Linked DNA regions of Pan troglodytes: region 2 is linked to region 1. The links are chromatin contacts, called in public capture Hi-C maps. All regions are on one chromosome and are shown on one strand. Each heading gives the region's core, a stretch centred on a gene start, on an enhancer-like site or on the middle of the called end of the contact. The rest is flanking DNA. Distances are from core to core; before and after follow the strand shown.

What was found. Capture Hi-C pulls out chosen DNA fragments and counts their contacts.
Region 2: a capture Hi-C map of stem cell-derived neural stem cells shows a contact between it and region 1, with 4 times the contacts expected there. The contact joins two enhancer-like sites. A contact is called at or near these places in 3 of 7 Hi-C or Micro-C datasets (blood, induced pluripotent stem cells and stem cell-derived neural progenitor cells) and 1 of 1 other capture datasets (stem cell-derived neural stem cells).

Annotation. Positions count from the first base shown.
Region 1 is chr6:22,493,286-22,499,836 of NHGRI_mPanTro3-v2.0_pri, forward strand. It overlaps BZW2 (basic leucine zipper and W2 domains 2), which reads left to right. Exons shown (of 12, transcript XM_518982.7): 9 at 1,102-1,248; 10 at 2,264-2,402. LOC134810410 (a long non-coding RNA gene) reads right to left here. Exons shown (of 4, transcript XR_010158351.1): 3 at 4,939-5,049. Among named protein-coding and RNA genes, the nearest start is that of ANKMY2, 53 kb to the left of the region's middle. Within about 2 kb of position 2,561, at least 5 of the 24 cell types and tissues checked have an H3K27ac peak or open chromatin away from gene starts, as enhancers often do. A contact at or near this core is called in stem cell-derived neural progenitor cells and stem cell-derived neural stem cells, where this site is marked.
Region 2 is chr6:22,711,296-22,717,909 of NHGRI_mPanTro3-v2.0_pri, forward strand. No RefSeq gene overlaps it. Among named protein-coding and RNA genes, the nearest start is that of AGR3, 35 kb to the left of the region's middle. Within about 2 kb of position 3,201, at least 5 of the 24 cell types and tissues checked have an H3K27ac peak or open chromatin away from gene starts, as enhancers often do. A contact at or near this core is called in stem cell-derived neural progenitor cells and stem cell-derived neural stem cells, where this site is marked.

The DNA.
Region 1 (6,551 bases), core at 1,311-3,810:
CTGATACTCTCCAGCAGGTGGAGGTGTTGGAATGACAAATATTCTTAAGTCTCATGGTATTAAGGATAGCAGTATATTCAATCATATTTCTCCAAGCAAGAATTTGTACATGATTTTCCATGGGGAAAAGAAGCAAACATAAAAAGCCTTGTGATGCTTGTAGATGCCAGGATGTCACACTTTTACGTGACTTCCTCCAGCCAGCACAGGGACTGGGACTGCCCAGCTCCTTCTGCTTTTGAAGGCTGCTCAAGTCACTGCTGGCATTTCTACACTCCAGGCCAGAAGTCAAGAAAGCAATGTGTTTCCAGCAAAAAAGAAAAGGGAGGAAAAAACGGTGTTACTACTACTCACAAAGTAGTATGCTGGAGATAGACGATGACTTTCAATCACTTCTGAGGCCCAGACCTCTATTTATTATTTTATTTTAAAAGGAAAAAGCCTTTCAAATAAATTTTAGGCGAGCCTATATTCCATACTCTCAGGGTTGAGTATAAATTTGCATATTTATACATAATTCAAAGGAGAAAATAAGTTGCTGAATACTGCTGAATTGATGTATATGAAATTTAAAAATTGCCTTTGCACTTAGAATTTATTTACAAATTAACTTTTCACTGAGATGGGGCATAAGGATCATCAAAAGTAATCATTGAAGAATAAATTGTGGAGAATGGACCTGTACAAACCCAAGATGGTATCCATCAAGAGGTTTTAAAGTTTAGGGATGGAGATAAAAGTTCACAACTCTGTTGCCTTCTTTAAATCTCCAAAAAGTCATACTGGCTCAAAATCCCTACTCTACTAGACTCAAAGGGGTTTCTCTATGAGGAAACAAAAGTCCTCTCTTACTCCACATTATCCAGCAGCTCCTGGCCAGAGCTAAGCCTATTAATTTTGGGACTAAAAATAAATTTGCTTTGAGAACAAATCATTATAGTTTTTCTCCCTCTTCCAGTCTGAGAATGCAGACAAGGAAAGGAGAAGCTAAGCAGATTGTTTCTTAGCTGCCCCAAAACCTTGATTGACTGAGCAGCTAGGGGGGAGATGGGAGCCCTCCATCTGCCTGTTACTTTCTGACCCCATTTCCATGAAATGTAGGTGGTGCTTTATGTCAAAGAAGAAATGAAGAGGAATGATCTTCCAGAAACAGCAGTGATTGGTCTTCTGTGGACATGTATAATGAACGCTGTTGAGTGGAACAAGAAGGAAGAACTTGTTGCAGAGCAGGCTCTGAAGCACCTGAAGGTAACAGCCCTTAGCAAGGAACTGACCCAGCCAAGGGCAAACTGCAGCTTTTTTTGTTTGTTTGTTTGTTTTTTTGAGACAGAGTCTCACTCTTTTGCCTCAGCTAGAGTGCAGTGGCACGATCTGCGCTCACTGCAACTTTGAACTCCTGGGCTCAAGCCACCCTCCCTCCTCAGCCTCCCAGGTAGCTAGGACTACAGGCACGTGCCACCACGTCTGCCTAATTTCTTCATTTTTTGGTAGAGATGTAGTCTCGCTGTGTTGCCCAGGCTGGTCTTGAACTCCTGCATTCAAGCTATCCTCCTGCCTTGGCCTCCCAAAGTGTTGGATTGCAGGCGTGAGCCACCACACCGGGCCCAAATTTGTCTTAATTGAGAGTATGACAAATGGGTTCCAACTACAATTACCCTAGACTCAGACTAAACATATACTTCCTAATTTTTTTCCAAGTTTGCACCCAGCGTTCATGAGAACATAGCAGTGAGTAAACTGTCCATGTTACGTTGATCAGGGAAGGCCCCTTGGAAGAGATAAGTATTGAATTGAGTAAGTCTCAGAAAAACAATGGCTATGCATCAGTGTCAGAAAGTCAAGGATATTTCTAAATGAATGCTTTTTATCCCAGCAGCTCATCAAGATTCCTTCCCTGTACCCACTAAGAGACCAAATATGAGAATCTGCCTATATTAAAGATAATTGCTGGCCTGCTGTGTCTAAGGGATATTTCGAAAATGAGGTCATATCCTCATAGAATATCCATTGTATTATTGGACTGTGGCTCTGCCATTGAAAAAGTGTGAATCTTCTTCCCAGTTCCCTCACAGGTCGACTATACTGCTTTGTTCCTACTGTTCTGTTCCCCTCACCCCATTGGGCACAATATGATGATAAAAGGTGTCAATCCTGAAAGTCAGTCTTTTCTAAGCAACCCTCCAGGTTACTGTTATGGTTCCAGCAGTGTCGGCTCTGTACCTCCCACGCAAGTGACGGCTTTTACTCTCCACTTCTGTTCTAGCAATATGCTCCCCTGCTGGCCGTGTTCAGCTCCCAAGGCCAGTCAGAGCTGATCCTCCTCCAGAAGGTTCAGGAATACTGCTACGACAACATCCATTTCATGAAAGCCTTTCAGAAGATTGTGGTTCTCTTTTATAAAGGTATCCATCCACGTGCCACTGCTGTGCTTCTGTGTTTTGCTGAAGCTCTTTGAGAGGCAGAGCAGGCAATGAGGCAGAGGAGGTCATGGGGCTCTGTTTAGAGAGGGACAGCAAGAGGCTAATTTGTGAAAGTTTTATTGAGGCAACCATACCATGTAGAGAGAGGAGGCATACACGCCGTATATGCGTTGCCTTGGAAACCCTGCTTAGGCCCCTGGGCACTTCTCATTGGCAGATGAACTGGTAATTGTTTCTTGGGGTTGGTGGAAAAAAAAATGTAATTATATAAAATTGAGCCTGTTTTTGAATTGTAAGGATTAGCTCTAATAACAATGATTATCAAAATACTATATATATATTATGTTCAGACCCTTTTAGGTACCATAAATCTGACTTTAAAATTACTGAAGTAATTAGCCTTTTTACTTTGTATTTTAGTTACTTGGCCCAGCCATTCTCCTGTTTTCCAAGGGAATGGCTATTTTTAGGTTTTCACATTTACTGTCTTTTCATTGTATTTATAAGGATTAGGTTGCCATGACAACTGGCACTAAAATATGAATGCTAAAGGTTTTAACCGATCCCAATCTGTATACCTACAGCATACAGAAATGTCCTAGGCTATTTTTTGGGCCTACATTTATGTAGTTTTGTGAGGGAGAAAAAGGAACATTTAAGAAGTGATACATTTTGAACATTATAACATGTTTATTTTATGTTATTATGTTCATAAATATCATATCAGAAAAGTTAAAATAATACCAGCCAAATGTTTATTTTCCCTTTCATGTGTTCCTAAATTTGTCTATTTTGAATTATATCTTGGGAATTTGGAAAATAAAGGTTTTAGATACATAATAGCTCTTTTAAAAATGCTTAATAGCATTTCACAATGAATTTTTATTGGCCACGTAGATTCCTCAAATGAATGAATCTTGTCCACAAGTGTTTGGGTGATATTTTACTTTTTCAGGGCACAAAGGTATTCAGCAACAATTATAATAGTCAGGAGGAAAATATGATGGCCACCCATTGCCACTTGAACGTCAGTAATTGGTATTTTCTCCAACCAGATCTGAGTTGGGTCTTCTTGGATTTAGTCATAAGATAGCAGTGTCCTAAAACTAGGCCCCACCCAATGATACCCAAAGTGATCCACCCATCAGAACCAAACCTGCAAGCCATGTTACCAATTCATAGATGGTACCCAGCAGCCAAGAAGGAGAAGTGGGGCCCAACCTTCTGTGGCCACAGCTGGCTCCATTTGTAAAACTGGCAGAGAGACCTATGGGACAGGTTTCACATTTGTTTTGAGGGTGGTAAATTTTTTCCACTACAGAAAACCAAACTGTTCGTAAACTAGTTAGTTACCTGAACATAGTTTGCTTTCTTGTCATATAAAAGATAACCCAACCAGTGTTTCTCACCAATTTTTTTTTTTAACTGAGACATCGTTGTCGGAGTCTCATCTTCAGGAGCACCCTATCGTATTATTGTAATGAAATCACAAAGAATCAGCAAACCCATTGTTACGGGAAATGGCATCTGGGTGGCACATGAACTATTAAAATCCTTCAGATTTCTCATTTTAACCACTAATGCCAACCTCCTTTTCCTTTAGACTTCTTATAACAACTACTGACAGGTAGTAAAACTGGCTACTTTGAGTTTTTTCTTCTTCATCAGCCCCAGATGCTAAGGGTCAGTATGACCTGAAATTATAAAATAACTCAAGAAGTAAGCACTAGGAAGTAAAAAGAAGAGGCATGAGCTCTTAGGCTCATTGATTAACTAGGTAATCAGCGTTTAAATAACCTAAAGTTAGTGAGGTCTGTGGCAAGTATGACCTGGCCCCAGGGAACACAGGAAGGGTGAGTGTCAACATCAATTTTATTTCTGCCTTAGTTATTTTTGGAAATGAAATTGGGAAACTTTTTTTAAAATGTAAACCTAAAACACATCACTGAACTAACATTTTCAATACCATTTTCTAGGTAATTTTGTAATTTTCCACAGAATGATATATATAGTCTGTTTTCTTAAGGGAAATGATTCCATGTTTTCTCTGGAGAACATGCAATCCCTGAGGAATGATTGTTCCATACCACCGTTAAGAGCATTACTGTGTTAACTATGTTTACCGTCTTGTCTCTTTTTTGCCAGATTTTTACTTTCACCTTATTTTGTCCACCAAACACTTGTGCACCAGGAGACATGTATTTGATTTGTTTCTGTAAAGATTTGGATGCTCTCATTCCGTGTTTTATATGCCTAGAGAGAGACTTAATAAACAGTGAGTGTTAAAGCACTCCTTTCCTAATATGCCTAAGAATTACCCAGAGAGCTTGTTATAAAACACAGCTCCCCCAGAGATTCTGATTCAGTAGGGCCAGGGTTGGGCCTGAGAATTTTCATTTTAACAAGTTTCCAAGGTGATGCTCTGACTGTTGTACCAGGATCACTGGTGTAAAGTGTATAGCATTCAAGAAGCAACAGATGCTATGAACTCCAGTGACATGTTCAAGATTATACTTACCTTTGATTTCATGTACATATCCACATTTTACACATAGGGAATAGTGTCTTCTCTGCTTCTTTTACCAAGTTTCTGTGGATTCCTTTTGTTTGTCATAAGGAACGTAGTGCTCTAAAACAAGTTTTTAAAATGTAATGGAAACCGTTGCTTCATTTTAATTTTCATTTTTATCTCTCTCTTACACACACAGCACACACAAACATATACATGGACACACACACACCTCCCCTTTCCCAACATGTCCAGAACTTGATGATAGCAGAAACTTGGGCATATGATTAGCCTTGTCCCCCTTGGCAAATCTAATTACTTAATTGAATATCATTATTGAAAGATTTATAAATCTTTTACATAAATAACAGTGGAATAAAACCAAATAAACTAAATAATGCTAGTCAGCAAAGAAAAAAGTGGTGATGGGTCATTTTGCAAAGACTCTCTGTATTAAAATCTAGATTTGCATATTTTTAAGGTAGTAAGAAACAGTAAATCCATTGCTAACTTTCAAGCATCACATTATTGACTTTTAAAAATAATTTTCTCTTCTTTTTTCCCTGAAGATAAGTCCCATAGACTCAGCATCGTCTAAAATGTGTAAAACTACCTTGTCAAATACTGTTATTATCTCTATCATGGGTTTTCTTGTTTGCAGAAATTTTTTAGGTTAAATTCTATCCTGCATGCAAATTTTTCTAAAAGGAGTTTTTTATTCTAGTTCTAAAAAAGGGTGAGTGCCCTTCTCAGCATATATTCCCAGCATTCTTAGGGTAAATTATTTTTGACTTGTGTCCCTATGTGACATTCCTAATAAAAAAATTTCTGAATTTCAAGAGTTTCAAGTGACATAGTTTCAGACTAAGTTTCTAAATAACTAACGTGATCTAAAATTTAGCAGTTCTCAAGCCACTTTTACAGTATTGTCTCTTCGATCCTCATGAATACATTAGAACTCTACAAATTGAGAAATATTTATTTTTTCTCATCAAGTTAACAAATTTATTCCTTAAACGTGTGTTGAATCGATACTATAGGGCAGGTCTTTCATTAAATGCTGGAAATGAGATGAACAAAATATAGTCCCTGACTTCCTGAATTTCAGGATGTAGAAGAAAACAAAGAATTACACTCACCATGTCAATTGCTGAAATAAGCCTCACACAGAGGGTGTCAGAAGGGATAGGACCACAGAGGGAGGGCACCTAACTTGTTAAAGGTAATTTGGAGGGGGAGAAGTGAAGGCTCTCAAGGTACATGTATCTCACCAGACATTATGAAGAAGTTGGCCAGATAGAAGGGGAAAACATATATTCCAGTCTCTATGTGCCATCATACAATGTCTTCCTTTCTTACTGTCTTTTACTGTTAATTCTATATTCCTAATAGGCATTTATGGAATATCCCACCAAAAATGGTTTCTCAGTTTTAATTAACTCTTTTCCCTACTTTATCCTTAGTGAGGGAAAAAATTGTCTGAATTCTTTGTCCCTCAAGGAGTTCCTTCCTTTTCAGACCTTTCCTTTCACTAAATAGAAGTTTAATTTCTTCTTAAACTCTTCGATGTTCATGCTTTGCCTCATATGGTGCTCTGTGTAGATATTTCAGTAGCTTTTAAT
Region 2 (6,614 bases), core at 1,951-4,450, 220 kb after region 1:
AGCACTCAAGTTTGGACCCCTGGGGTGAACAATTCCCCTCTGGCTAGGACTGGTTTAAATGCTCCCTCTGTGGGTGTCAGCTGAGATTGGTCTGTTTTTTCTTTGTGCTCTGACAGGACAGCACTGAGTTCAGTGCCTCACAATTGCTGTGTTCTCTTCCCCCGGCACCCAGAGAGCTCTCCACACCACACTGCTGCTGCTACTGAGGGAGAGGAAGGGGTCACGTCTGAGATTCAGGATTGTTTTATCTGCTTCTTCAGTGCCTGTTTCAGTGATATGAAGTTAAAACCAGGTACTGTGAGTGCTCACTGGATTTTTGGTTCTTAGGATGCGTTTCCCTGTGTCGATAGTTGTATTCAGCCATCTTGCTCTGCTTCCTCCTCTTTTATTTATTTTTTAAAAGATTCATTTATTTTAAAAATTTTTAAAATAATTTTTATGGATACAGAAGAGTTGTATGTATTTATGGGGGGTATATGTGTTATTTTGATACAAGCATACAATGTGTAATGATCAATCAGAGTAATTGGAATACCCATCAGTTCAAACATTAATCATTTTGTTGTTTTAGGAACATGCCAATTTCACTCTTCTAGTTATTTTGAAATATACAATGTTATTGTTAGCTACCCTACTATACTACAGAACACTAGATCTTATTCATTCTCTTTAACTGTATTTCTGTACCTATTAACCAGCCCCTCTTTATCCTCTGCCTCCCCAGTTTCTGGTAACCATCCCAGATTCTGGTAACTGTCATTCTACTCTCTGCTTCTATGAGATCAGCTCTTTCAGCTCTCTCATATGAATGAGAACATATGATATTTGCTTGCCTTTCTGTGCCTGGCTCATTTCGCTTAATACAGTGTCCTTCAGTTCCATCCATGTTTCTACAAGTAAAAGGATTTTATTTATTGCTTGATAGTAGATTTCTCCAAGTCCAAGCTCCTTTAAGTTTATAGATGAAAGACTGTGAAAAACTAAGGTTTCTTGTAAAAATGGCAACAGCAAAAATACAGTCCTTCTTTTAATCTTCAATTTCCTCTTCCTAATATTTTAGGATGACAGATTCCCTGCCATTGTGTATATGTGGCTCAATACCCTGCATCTAGATCCGTGATGGTAAATATGCTACATGAACGCAATCACTCCTCTGTTTCATAACTGTGCGGACCTTGCTCCCTGATCACAGCCTCTGTTGGTGTCAGATGTCAGGGAGGAGCCCTCTGGCTCTGAGCACTGTGTGGCTCATCAAGAGACCTGGTGGGCTTAGGCTCACTTGGCTATTTTCAAGTGTTCATTGGCTTGCGCTATTTATGTTAGCATTTTAAGCATTCTATGATCACCAGAAGATATTTTTGAGGTACAACAATTCTCAAGTCCCTGTTTTAAGATTCTGATTGTTAGGGGGTTAAATTATTGAGGAAGAAGATCTGTGAGAAGTATTATAAAGTATTTAGCCTATGTAGACTTTAGTGACTATTATTTGACCTGAAATTAAGATGCTCCTTCTATTATTCCCAAGATGCTGGTATGCGTTATGAAGTAAATAAAAATCATAAGGGCCTGCAAACCGCAGTGGCTTCAGTCTTCAATATGTTACTTCAGCAATTTCCAGGAAGCCATAACTACTTACTACTGGGAATTATAGAACTGGTTAAAGCATTGTCACAAAATGTGTGATGTAACATACACCCTACCCTGCAGGTACAAAATGGTCCAGAACCTGTTCTGCAACACTAGAACCCTAGTATCTTCATGAATAGAAAGTATTTAGATGGGCTTTCAGTGCTGATTGTGAAGCCAGGAGAGTTGCTTACCCCAGGGCTTATTGCAAGTGATGAGGAATGCATGGTTGTTTCTTGTGGTCTAGATGTGGAATGTACTGGCAGATGCAAAGGTTTTCTACTATTCGCATGAGGACAGTGAGATACAGAACTTTCACAACAAGTCAGGCAAAGCAAATTTATTATTCACTGATAGACAGCAAAAACACATAGTCGAGGATCCATGGTGAGCTGGTCCCCCAGGGCTCAGGAAAGCTCTCCAGTGTGGATAGAGTCTTGTCTGTTTGTGTCCCATATTGTACTGCAGCTGAGGGACCCCCAAAGCACATCATCTTGTATTTTGCGCCTTGGGTATCATTTGCTCCCTAAGCTCAAGTTTTGCGAATATCCTGTTCTAGAAGGAACATAGCTCTGGCTATTCTAGCCTGTTTCTTTTTTTCTTATGGTAATGCATTCTGCACAAATTCTATAGTAATTCTGAGAACTACAAGTTGGAGAGGGGAGAGATGGGTCGAAAAAGGCCACTTGAGGACCTGCCCTCCTACAGCAGGGACATTTGTATCCAAAGAGTGCTGCCTATAGGGGAGCAGCAACTTGTAAGAAAAGGCCTAATACTTAAGGGTCAAGGAAGGAGTTGCAAGTGATCACCCAGCCTGGAGAAGCATCTGCCCAAGTCAAGGAAACTTTACAAGAGAAATCCCCAGTGGGCACCCCTATGAAGAGCCTACGACGGTATGTCTACAAGAGTGAGTCATCCTTACTTCTGCCAGACCCAGATAGTTGCAAGCTGTCTTTGCTATCATTTCGGGTAAGATATCTCTCATCTAATTTCAATGCTTTGCTCTTTCTCATCCTGTACCCAGCCCTTCACTCCATTCAGGAGGAAGAACAAACCAGCTGGGAAACAGGGAAGGAGACAGAAGGGAGAAAAGTACAAGCAGGAGAAATACAAAAGAATCCATCTGTGCCTCTTTCTCCTATTGTAGGTTTAGCCTGAAGCCAGCCTGAGCCAAGAAAAGGGAGAAGGTTTTGCTGTTTAATCAAAGTAGTTTTGATTTATATTTGGTACTGAAAGTTTTATTTTTTGAAATTAGTCTGTTGGCAACTTTCAATGTATGTAGAAATGTATGTACCTAAGAATGAGCAGAAAAAGCATGGGACATGCTGTTTATCCAGGGGCAAAGAAAGATTACTCCCACTGGATATATGTTAAAAGGTGACAGGAAGCAAAAAATAAAGTTGTTTTTTGCATACAACATGAGTTGTGCTTAGTCAACACACCATAAATAGTATTAAAGGGAAGAAAACTGATGGGCCGTGGTGCTAGGAGTTGGGCGGGGGGCAGCGCAGTGTGAAGAATGAATAAATTGGAAGCGATGCTTTTGTGTGTTGGGGCCTCTTGGGGTTGCTTTTGTCCTTATGCTCCCTCCCATGTGACCTGTGGGATCTGCCATGCTTAGGAGCTTAGGAAGGCCTCTCTGTCCTGGGGATGCCTGAGAGAGCTTTCTCTCATCTTACGTCTGTCCTGTTTTGCTGTGGAAAAGGTAAAATGACAAGGGCTAATGTTCAGATGTGGCTTCCAGTAAAGGGACTCTGGTTTTTGTATTAAGCCAGAGAAACAACATAGTCTAGTCCAGTCCATGACGGTTGATCCTAAGTGCCTGGGAATAAAATCTTATTGAATTTATTAAAACCATCATCACATGCTTGAAGTGTTCCTTCTCCTCCTGAGGGTGATGGTATCAAATGACTGAATGAGAAAATGGAGCAGTGGGTTCTGACCAGTCCTCAATTTATCTTTACTTGTGAGATGGCTAATGATTATTTTTTTTAGAGAGAAGAAAAAACTCTCATATAGTGTTAAATTTGTTAAAAACAGATAACCTTTATAGATCCTTACATAGGATGTGTCTATCAGAAAGATTTAGAATACTTAATGCTGTGCTGTACTTCCTTTTTCTTCAACTTTTGCATTATATATCAAACTGTTTACTCAGAATAGTGTCATAACAGCAAAGGACTATCTGATCATGGAAAGGTCAAATTTCAAGTACGCAAATAACCTATTTCTTTCTCCCTTCTTTGCTGCTGAAGTTCAGCTTCCTTTTGTTTCACACAGTAAATGGAGTTGGCATGATTTCTGTGTTTCAGGGTGCCTTTCTGAATATTGTGCAAAGTCTTTGTCCTAGACAGTTTGACTCAATAGAATATCACCTTTCACTCTTAACTTTTCCCAAACAGAAATAAGGTCAAACTTGTTTTAAGCTTTGACTGAATTCTGAATACAACTGGTGCTTAGGAGTTAAATGAACTTAGCTGTCTAAATGGCTTGAATGAGGGCCACCTGCGTGTTCAGTGGTTTCAGGTTATCTACCTTGATATTCATCTAGTAAACCTGTCTTTGAATGTCTTTCCAAAATGCTGGGAATCCTAGGGCACTATGGCACTATGTGTGATGTGGGGTGACATGGTTGAGGATGTGGGCCTTGGAGGGAGTCAGGTCTCAATGGATCCTGGTTCTACTCCTTGCAGAGATGTGTGAGTTGGGCAGAGAACATAACTTACCTGTTTTCTCCTTTTTAAAATGAAAATAATACCCTTTAAATTTATCAGGATTAAAGAGAAAGCTGATGTGAGGGTGTAGTAAAGTGCCTACCCATAGAAAATACCCTATCCATGTTAGTTAATAATGAAGGTAATGTTTTAAAAGCTGTTTCCGTGAGTTAATTGAATTAAATTTCTTAGGATTTCAGAACCTTAAACATACCCGACTAATGCCAAGAATAGTAAAATGTATTTCAAGCATGAAGTGGATTCAAAAAGTGAATTATTCCATATTTCCTATATAATAAAGGGCTTGAAGAAAATGGTCAGGCAGCTTTTAGATTTCAGAGTTATGTTGGCAGCGCCACCTGCTGTTGAAAATAAAAACACTTCTGGAATATTTTGAGAAGCAAGAAATACAATTATGAGTTCTTTTCTACTTTTTTCAGCAAAGGTGGGCCAATCTGTCATTTCTTTAACTGAGAAATTTAATTTTATTGAAGAGCTAGGTGACAAATACCTATAACATTCTTTTGAAGTATCAGTCACTGTCTTTAAAGAAATGATTCCCTAATGATGTCATCATTAACTTCTTAATCCACTTAGTGACTAACCCTTATTATCAAGGGATTAGTTTCTTTATTTTAAGGTATCTTGATCTCACATTAAAATGTTGAAATAAAAGACTCACATCACTCTAAATGTTGCATAGTTTTTCTCGCTTAGCCCAGTATCAGATTAATCAGGACACGACATTGGTTGGCTTTTTACTCCATTTTACAAAACAATCTATAGGTTTTAGGCCCACATGAAAGAACTTTTGAGTGTGACACTGAGAACACATACAGGTATCTGTGTGTTATACACCCTAGATTGTACCCTTTCTAACAAAGGGATAACTCAAGCCCTAAAGCCACTTGGGGCAAGCGCAGCATTTCGGATATCTAACCATAAGTTGAAATGGTTATATAATAAATTCTCTATCAGTCATGTGGCAAATAAAGGAAGATCTCACATGAAATACATTTCCCATCATCTTTTTTATTGTGGTAAAATTCACATCGTATAAAATTCACTATTTTAACCATTAAAAAATGTACAATTCAGTAGAATTTAGTACATCAACATGTTGTACAACCATCACCACTCTCTAGTTCCAGAACATTTTCATTACCCCAAAAAGAAACCCTGCACCCGTTAAGCATTTACTCCTCATTTCCCCCTCAACCCCTGGCAGCCATGAATCTGCATTATGTCCCGATGAATTTGCCTATTATGGATATTCCATACAAATGGGATCATACATTATGTAGCCTTTTGTGTCTTCTTTCACAAAGAGTAATACTTTCTAGGTTCATTAATGTTGTAGCCTGTATTAGTTCTTCCTTTTTTATGGCCAAATAATATTCCATTGTATATATATATATATATATATATATATATATATATATATATATACACACACTAAAATTTGTTTATCTATTCATCCATCTACAGATGCTTTAGTTATCTCCATCTTTTGGCTATTGTAAGTAGTGCCACTGCGAACTTTTGTGTACAAGTTTTTGTTTGAACACCTGTTATTTAATTTTTGGGGGTGTATATGCAGGAGTGAAATTCCTGAGTCATGTGGTAATTCTATGTTTAACTTACTGAGGAACCATCAAACTTTTCTGTGGTGGCTACCCTATTTTGCATTCCCAGCAGCAATGTATGAGAGTTCCAGTTTTGTTGCATTTTCCTCAAAGCTCTTTTGAGGATAACCATCCTCGTGGGTATAAAGTGGTCTCTGCATGTAGTTTTGATTTGCATTTCCCCAGTGACCTTGATAATCTTTGGATGAGCTTGTTGGCCATTTGTAGATCTTCTTTGGAGAAATGTTTATTCAAGTTCTTTGCCCCCAATGATTTTTTAAAATAGCATTATAAGGATAAGACTAGAGAGGAGAGAATCGTGGTTAGGCTCTTCAAAGTTGTTAAAAACAGGCCGGGCACGGTGGCTCATGCCTGTAATCCCAGCACTTTGGGAGGCTGAGATGGGAGGATCCCTTGAGGCCAGGAGTTTGAGACCATCCTGTCCAACATGGTGAAACCCCAACTCTATTAAAAATACAAAAAATTAGCTGGGCGTGGTGGTGGGCGCCTGTAGTCCCAGCTGCTTTGGACACTGAGGCGGAAGAATCGCTTGAACCCGGAAGGTGGAGGTTGCAGTGAGCTGAGATCACGCCATTCCACTCCAGCCTGGGTGACAGAGCACAACTTCTGTCTCAAAAATAAAATAAAA